Linked DNA regions of Sus scrofa: region 2 is linked to region 1. The links are chromatin contacts, called in public Hi-C maps. All regions are on one chromosome and are shown on one strand. The core of a region is the stretch at or near the end of the contact, and the rest is flanking DNA. Distances in the headings are between cores, read along the strand shown. Region 1 holds the start of GLB1L (beta-galactosidase-1-like protein). Region 2 overlaps PTPRN (receptor-type tyrosine-protein phosphatase-like N).

Evidence for each region. A called contact is a pair of places that touch in the nucleus more often than the background predicts.
Region 2: a Hi-C map of liver shows a contact between it and region 1, with 2.3 times the contacts expected there. The contact joins the enhancer-like site here to the promoter of GLB1L in region 1. A contact is called at or near these places in 2 of 5 promoter capture datasets (fetal skeletal muscle and liver) and 10 of 47 Hi-C or Micro-C datasets (blood, fetal liver, fetal skeletal muscle and 4 more).

Annotation. Positions count from the first base shown.
Region 1 is chr15:121,282,620-121,286,979 of Sscrofa11.1, reverse strand. It overlaps GLB1L (beta-galactosidase-1-like protein), which reads left to right and starts at 1,889. Exons shown (of 18, transcript XR_002339314.1): 1 at 1,889-2,129; 2 at 3,677-3,801; 3 at 4,002-4,168. STK16 (serine/threonine-protein kinase 16) reads right to left here and starts at 1,915. Exons shown (of 9, transcript XM_013984521.2): 1 at 1,833-1,915; 2 at 1,285-1,474; 3 at 514-733; 4 at 132-265. The coding sequence starts at 1,370.
Region 2 is chr15:121,336,668-121,340,764 of Sscrofa11.1, reverse strand. It overlaps PTPRN (receptor-type tyrosine-protein phosphatase-like N), which reads left to right. Exons shown (of 24, transcript XM_003133669.4): 8 at 201-235; 9 at 938-1,076; 10 at 1,079-1,211; 11 at 1,384-1,470; 12 at 1,800-1,879; 13 at 2,048-2,112; 14 at 2,767-2,985; 15 at 3,700-3,900; 16 at 3,998-4,097. Among named protein-coding and RNA genes, the nearest start is that of PTPRN, 11 kb to the left of the region's middle. Within about 2 kb of position 2,259, at least 5 of the 83 cell types and tissues checked have an H3K27ac peak or open chromatin away from gene starts, as enhancers often do. A contact at or near this core is called in fetal liver and liver, where this site is marked.

The sequences.
Region 1 (4,360 bases), core at 640-3,139:
GGGGAGGCTGGACTCCTAGGGGGGCAAAACAACCGTGAGGGCTGTCCCTTGGAGGAGTGCAGAGACCTCTCATTTCTCTTGATGAGGCTCTTCCTTTCTGCCCAGCAAGTACACGGGAGCCTCCCACTGACCTGTGGGCATAACCCTTGGCATGAATGGCCTCAAGGCCTCTGCAGATACCCAGCAACAGCCGAAGGATTTGCTCTTCAGTTAGGAAGTTGCCTTTGTCTTTCAGCTTTTCTATCTCATTCCACAGCGTGCCTCTCTGCAAAACAAGTTTCCCCACAGTTGAGGTTTTTGAGCCTCTGCTTCTTCAGCCTGATCCCTTCCCTATGCCAAAGACCATCAACCCTTTCACCGAACACCACACAGTCCCATCTGGGTCCCTTAAACCCCAAATCTGAAGTGGTCAAACCAGGACATGACCTCTGCTTCCAAATGTGCTTGACCGTCACAAAGCCCTTGGCAAGTGGCTCTGTTGCAACCCCCTCCATAGCCAGGAGACTTTCTGACCTTGAAGAAGGGCAGCAGCAGCCAGGCCTCATGTTTAGTGCCTCGCTCCCTCAGACAATAAGCCACAAGGCGAAGGATGTTGGGGTGATGGAAGAGGCGGTGCATGTCTGCTTCTCGTTGGGCCTCCTCCCGGTCCTGCTGCTCATGACACAGGATTCGCTTCAGGGCGTAGAACTGTCCATCACGTAACCCCTCCACTAGGTCCACATAGCTGAACCCACTGTCGGCCAAAGGGGTCAGTGAAGGACCATGGTCATCACCCATACTGCTTAAACCCAGAGGAATTCCCTGGGGAGAGGAGGGGAGTGTTGTTCCCATTTAGTAGCAACCTTCCCAAGGTGTGTCTCTAAAAAGAAGTCTGAGCTCAATAGCAGGGACAGTCATCTTTGTGGTCCTACGGTCTTAACACAGTGCTCTGCACAAGATAGATGCTCAATAAATATTAAATAAATCACAGTCAATATTTATCAAGTGCTATGAACCAAGCAGTAGGTGAGATGTTTGATATGCATGATCTAATTTAATCCTCACAGCCCTACCAGGGAAGCATAATTAGCTCTAATAAGCAGAGGAAAAAAACCACGGCTTATCAAGGTAATACATGGCGAATCTAGGAGGCCTGGCTCCACAATCCACTTTCTTGACCACCACGTAGCTGGGCTCTGTCAGGTGAGTTAGAGGCTAGAGAGAAAACCTTTATGCCCGGATCATGTGCACACTGATGTCCTTCAAATACCCTGGGGACCAGCAAAGTGATTTTCGAACACTCACCCCTCCCCCAGTTTCTGGATGAAGAGGTAGCGCTTATTGTCAATGATGACAGTTCCCCGAGAGCAGACACACAGTGCATGGCCCATAGTGTTTCAGTCATTCTCTTCAAGGACGGTCTGAGGCTGCCAAAGGGTTCGTCCAAGTTAAGTGGTCTTTTTCAGGCAAGGTGCTGGAGGTCCAGCGGATCATGCTGGAAGGAAAGGAATGGCGGGGTCGGGGGCCGGGTTCAATCCAGAAGACCCCCTGAAATGCCAACGTGGAGCGCTCAGGCCCAGGTCTCGGAACCTAGAGAAAACGCGCCCTGGCAGGGCACTCCAAGAAGCTGAGGCCAGGGGGCTTAAAGCAGGCCTTGCGCCGACTCCCAGGCCGCTTCCTCCCACCCCGGCCCACCTTTGGGCGGCCCCTATTCCCACGCCCGTCTGGCCTCAAAGGCAGGGACTAGGGTAGTTCCAGGCGGAGATGCGAGTCCCGTGCCCACCCCTTGCAGAACCCTCCCCAGGTCTTGGCGCGCAGAGCGCCCGGCGGGCAGGCCAGGAATCCCCACTAACCTGTGCTAAGCTGGGGGTGGGGAGCGTCAGGGACCGGAAGCATCGGTTACGTCATCAGTCCGCGCCGCCGTAACGGCCAGCGGTATCCTAGCAACCGCCTGGCACTCGGACGATGCGGGGGCGCAGAGCTGAGAGGCCAGGGGCTGGCTAGGCCTGCCGGAGGACGGGTCCCAGGACCCGGGTGAGGGTTCCACGCCTGGCCTTCAGTGGGGGTCAAGACGCGGACACCTACGCCAAAGGGGAGTAAAGCCGGGCTCGGCCCCGAGCCCCCAGGACCTCCATCTCCCAATGCCGGAGGTAGGAGGCCTCATACCTCCCGCGCTGGGTGACTGACTAGTGTCAAGCCCGGAGGGGGATGCTCAGAGGGGCGGGTGCTGGCGGCCTGGACCCCTGAACTCTGATCAGTACAACCTTGGGGCCTCTTGCCTGTATCCCATTACCATCGCCTCAGTGGTTAAGAGCTCAGGCTAAGGTCTGAATCTTGTCTTAATAGTCCACTAGTTGTGTGACCTGGATGAGTTAATTTAACCTCTCAGAGCCTCACTTTCCCTAACTGTAAAATAGGTATATAGTGCCTAAGGTTAAGTGCATGAACTGTGAGGCCAGAATGCCTTGTTGAAATCCCAGCTCTACTAAGCTAGTTGTATGACCTTGGACAGGCTACGTACTATTACTACCCCTCAGTCTCCTCATCAGTAAAATGGGAATGATAATAATCTACCTCACTGAGTTGTTTGAAGATTACAGGAGATGTAAAGTGCTTAGCACATATTTGATGCAGAGCCCTCAGTCGTGTCAATAAGCATAAATAATAGTTATTATTACTACCCCGATCCTCACATCCCAGGCTTGGGACTTTGAAGACATGAGTAGTGGAAATTCACAAATTTCCAAGCCTTGGAACCAAGCAGTTGTCCTTGATGTCTTGCCAAGTCAGGCAGGCAGGGATAGATTGGAAAGAGGAACACATGCACAAAAAGATAGGATGACCTGGATGGTTTCTTGCTGAAAGAGGACTTTCCAGGAGAAAGATCCCTCTTGTAACCTGGTCCCCTGACCCCTGCACATTCTGGGAAGATCTTCCTCTGGTTTCCCTCGATTCTGAACCTATTTTGGCCCCCTGGTTCTGACATTCATCTAAATTTAACATGCTCTATGGCAGGCCCTGTGCTAGAAGCAGAGGATTCAGGCTGGACAAGGCCCTCCCCACCCTCAGGGGCTCAGTGTAGTAGAGCACTACTTCTCAGTCTGGAATGTGCTCAGGAGCACCTGGAAATCTGGTTAAAATACAAGTTCTGTTTATGTGCTTCAATACAATTTATATTTTTAAATCAAAAACAAAAACGCTAGAGCTCCCATCGTGGCTCAGTGGTTAACAAATCGAACTAGGACCCATGAGGTTGAGGGTTCAATCCCTGGCCTTGCTCAGTGGGTTAAGGATCCGGTGTTGCCATGAGCTGTGGTGTAGGTTGCAGACTCGGCTTGGATCTGGCACTGCTGTGGCTGTGGCATAGGCTGGCAGCTACAGCTCCGGTTAGACCCCTAGCCTGGGAACCTCCGTATGCCGCAGGTACAGCCCTAGAAAAGACAAAACAAAACAAAACAATACAAATTCTGATTCTATAAGTCTGAGGTAGAATCTGAGACTCTTGAATTCCTAACAAGCTCCCAGGTGATGTTGATACAGCTGGTTCATGAACTGCACTTTGAGTAGCAAGATGTGGAGGAGTTTTACAATAACTAACAGAGTAACGGATGGCTGCAAGCTAGAGACAAAGTCCAGACTGACTGCCTGGCAACTTGAGGTGATCTCCGCCCACTTGCTCCCTGCGGTTCCCTCCCAGGAATCTGCCACGTGACAGTCGGACCACCGTCTCTGAAGAGCCCTAAAAGTGCCATGGCTCCCGAGAAGCCTTTCTGCCTACCCTCCCTGCTGCTGCCGCTCCTGACACTGCTGCTGCCGCCCCAGGTAAGATGAGAGGATCAAACCAGCCAGCTGGGTGCAGTGGGACGGGATCGGATCTGATGGAGGAGAGAACGAAAAAGTGAAAACAAAACATTGGGAGGGGCTCGTTCCATCTCCTCCGTTCTTGACAGACGCTGACACCGCCCTCCCCCCCCCCCCCCCCGACTCCAGACTCCTGCTGAGCATGGTCTCTCCCTTTGCAGGCAGACACTCGGTCGTTTGTAGTGGATCGGAACCACGACAGATTCCTCCTGGATGGGGTCCCGTTCCGCTACGTGTCTGGCAGCCTGCACTACTTCCGGGTACCGCGGGTGCTGTGGGCAGACCGGCTTTTCAAGATGCGAATGAGTGGCCTCAACGCCATACAGTTGTAAGAAGTGCTCACAAGAGCCGTGGAAGGGTGGGATTTACACTTCTTACCACCCCCTTAAGAAGGGGATCGCGACAGGAAGATTGGCTGGGTATGAGAGGGGTTCTAGCTCCTGGGCCTCCAGGCTAAGGGTGGGAAAGGGCAGGCCAGGACCTCCTTCCAACAGCTCCTGGAGATTCCCTGCCAGGCCTT
Region 2 (4,097 bases), core at 1,010-3,509, 53 kb before region 1:
AAACAGAGGGTGGATTTGATAAAACAATGAATTGCAAGGCAGAGGCACAGATCCTCTTAGGATGAGGCCAATGACACTGTGGGGAAAGAGGCCACAGCAGATGCAACAGGCTCAGGGCCTCTGGCCCTTTCTCCCACCTGCGCTGTGTGGACCTTGGCCTTGGCGCTTTGCCCAGATTCTTGTTTTTCCTGTCTCTGCAGGAGGGGTTGTAAACATCGGAGCTGACGTCAAGAAAGTGAGTTTGCGGCACTTCCCTGACCCCCAAGTGCCCCATGGCAGCAAAGCCCCTTGGCCGAAATCTAAACCTTAGGATTAGCACCCAGAATCTGTATCCTCCAAACCCTGATTTTAGGGGGACCAAGGCCCAGAGGCTGCAAGTCATTGTCTAAGGTCTCACGTCAAGTGGAAGACAGCTGGGACCAGAAGCCAGAATTCTTGATTCACTGCGTTTTCCATTGCAGTCATTTTGGACCACACTCTGAGGGTCCCTAGGGATAGGGGGAGACTTGAGCAGGCAGGCTCCTGACCCCCGTGCAGCTTGAGGCAGACTATCTCTTTCACATGTTGGACTTCTAAGATTTTGTGGCTAAACAAACATCAAAAAACCATTACCTGCCTGTTCATCTTCTCCCCTAACCCCAGCTTTCCTCACTCCAGACCTTCTCCTCCCCACTCCAGCCCCATCCTTTGAATTATTACTGATCATGACTAATCCCTCATTCAGTCCTTTATTCATTCACCCATCCATTCATTCATTCATCCACTTGGCTCCTTTTCCTGGATGCCTTTCTGTACCCAGTGCTAACCTGGACGTGGGGATAGAAAGAGAAACAAGTCCTAAGTGCCCCTGTGGGAGCTCAGGGTCCGGGGTGTGGACCCCCTGCCCCCAGCGCCTCCACTGTCCAGAGACCATACCTCTCGCCTCATTCCTTAGCAGACAATGGAGGAGCAGGTGCAGAGCATAGACACAGCCGAGCCTCCACCTGTCACACCCTCCCTGCCTGGATCCCCCACTGCTGGTCCCACCTCCAATAAAGCCCAGCAGGACCTGAGCTCTGGATCCTCTGAGCCTCCCAAACGGCCAGCCCCCCTGCCACACCCATCCTGCTGGAGAAGAAAAGTTCACTGGGCCAGAGCCAGCCCACGGCAGCAGGGCAGCCCTCAGCTCGGCCATCATCAGAGGAATATGGCTACATTGTTACCGACCAGAAGTAAGGGCTCTGGCCTGGGGCAGCCTCCCAGTCCCCTGGAGGGTCAGGGTGGCCTGCCTGGCAGGAAGCAGAGAGCAGAAGTGCAGATGTGAAGTAGACGGGGGGTGGGGGTGGGTGGGGGGTGGCCAAGAGAGTCCCCACTGGCGTCTGTCTTCCTCCTCCCCACCTCCAGGCCCCTGAGTCTGGCAGCAGGAGTGAAGCTGCTGGAGATCCTGGCTGAGCACGTGCACATGTCCTCAGGCAGCTTCATCAACATCAGGTGGGGCTGGTACCTGGCTGGGCAGCAGGGATCTTGCAGGTAGCTTGATGGGGGAGGTGGCTGGAGGGTCTCAGAGAAGGAGGGTAGGACAAGCTCTGGGTAAAGGGCCAAGGTCGGGTCAAAGATATTTGCAGCTGCACTGAAGGTACAACCACATTTAGTCCTGCTGCTGACCCAATCTGGTATCTCCCCAGCCTCAAACACCCCTGTATGGCACCTCTGATTGGTTTTAGCCCCATCTTCTAATGGGGAGAGGGCCAGAGTGGACCTCTCACTTTGAATCTGGGGTCTGTGGCTGGTGAGGCGGTAACATACCTCCTCTTCGGCAGTGTCGTGGGACCAGCCCTTACCTTCCGTATCCGGCACAATGAACAGAACCTGTCTTTGGCTGATGTGACCCAGCAAGCTGGTAAATACTTCCTGGCCCAGCCCTAATAGAATATACCCAGGCCTGTGGCTGATGCGCCCATTGAAATAGTCCCAGCCCACATGGGTCCTGCCTGCTCCCTGGCAGAGCATGACATGGGGTGGAGACCACACGGGGCTGGAGAGAGTCTGACCTTCGGCCTCCCTGCAGGACTGGTGAAATCTGAACTGGAAGCACAGACGGGGCTCCAGATCTTGCAGACAGGAGTGGGACAGGTATGAGCTCACTGGAGAGTCATTCAAAGCCCCACTAGAGATGAAGGCAAACTTGACAGGCGAGCAGGAGCTGAAATATATCTGGCTGGTCCACCACTTTGCCAAAGCAGCCCTCCCCATGCAGTTCTCCACATGACCAGCAGATGACCTCAGCGGCTCCTGCTCCCTGTAGGTCCAGCCTTCTGTAGGAAGGTAGCATGCCTGGAAGACCTATCCTGAGCTGTCCATAGATCTTCTGGAGCAAAGTTTCTAAATTTGAAGGGGAAACCTTACACAGAAAGGACATTAAACTCAAAATATGTTTCTATTCGGCATCCAACCCTGATGCCTCACATTCTACTCTTTGACCCCTTGGATCTCGCTATATTTTTCGATATCCATTTTTAAATGCAAACTCCTAGGTAGGGTCACCTGCTAAGTCTCTGGAAATGCAGTGTGCTTGACTTGGTCCAGTGAGGATTGAGAATGAGGGTCTCGGGTCTATCTGAGTCCTTCTGCCCGTACCACCTTGCCCCTGCCTCCCAGCTCTGCCCCAGGAGATACCCTCGCAGGGAGTATGGCGAGGGACAGGAGTGAGAAGCTGCTGCTAAATCCATGCCTCCCACCGCCACCACTGCCACTGCCCCTCTTGATTCTATAACCTTGTTCCCACAGAGGGAGGAGGCGGCCGCCGTCCTTCCCCGACCGGTCCACAGCCCCTCTCCCATGCGCTCCGTGCTGCTCACTCTGGTGGCCCTGGCGGGTGTGGCCGGGCTGCTCGTGGCCCTGGCAGTGGCTCTCTGTGTGCGGCAGCATGCCCGGCAGCGGGACAAGGAGCGCCTGGCCGCCCTGGGACCTGAGGGCGCCCATGGTGACACTACCTTCGAGTACCAGGTGTGCATCCCTAAGAGCTTGTTGATGAGAGTGAGTGGAAAGGCTTGGGAGAGTGGTCTCACATGGGATAAGGGTGGGGAATTGGGTGGGAATGAGCGCCCATCCCTGGGAATGTCCAGGCAGAGGCTGGAGAAGCCCCTCTGGGGGTCTTGTGGGGGTGATTTGGAATGAATGGAAATTGGGACCAGATGGTTCCTGAAATTCTCTCCCAGGCTACAATTCTGGGGTTCTAGGATTCTGCTCTGTAATACCTGAGGTTGCCATAGGCACCACCCAAGCAGTATAGCCCTGAAAAGGATGAGAGCCAGGGCAGAAGACCCTACCCTGGAGGAGATGGGTCCATTCAGAATCAATCAAGGATGGAGTTCCTGCTATGGTCAGCAGTAACAAACCCAACTAGCATCCACGAGGATTCGGGTTCAGTCCCTGGCCTCGCTCAGTGGGTTAAGGATCCAGCATTGCCGTGTGCTGCGGCACAGGTCACAGATGTGGCTTGCATCTGGGGTTGCTGTGGTGGTGATATAGGCTGGCAGCTGCAGCTCTGATTCGGCCACTAGCCTGGGAACTTCCTTATGCCGTGGGTGTGGCCCTAAAAAGCAAAAAAAAAAAAAAAATCAATCAAGGACAAGTCCAGGGACTCTGTTGAACTGAGCTCAGGACTCTGTTGAAAAGGCTTCAGGGGACCTTGGGCCGTGCCCGATCCTTCTTCTGCAGGACCTGTGCCGCCAGCACATGGCCTCAAAGTCCCTGTTCAACCGGGCAGAGGGTCCACCGGAGCCTTCTCGGGTGAGCAGCGTGTCCTCGCAGTTCAGCGACGCGGCCCAGGCCAGCCCCAGCTCCCACAGCAGCACACCGTCCTGGTGCGAGGAGCCCGCCCAGGCCAACATGGACATCTCCACGGGACACATGATTCTGGTCAGGAGAGGGTGTGGGCGTGGGGTGAGGGGACAGGAGGGCAGGAGGGACATGGCAGGTCGGGGGGGGCCAGCGCCAGGCTGTGGTGTTCCTGCAGGCATACATGGAGGACCATCTGCGGAACCGGGACCGCTTGGCCAAAGAGTGGCAGGCCCTGTGTGCCTACCAAGCGGAGCCCAACAGCTGTGCCACCGCCC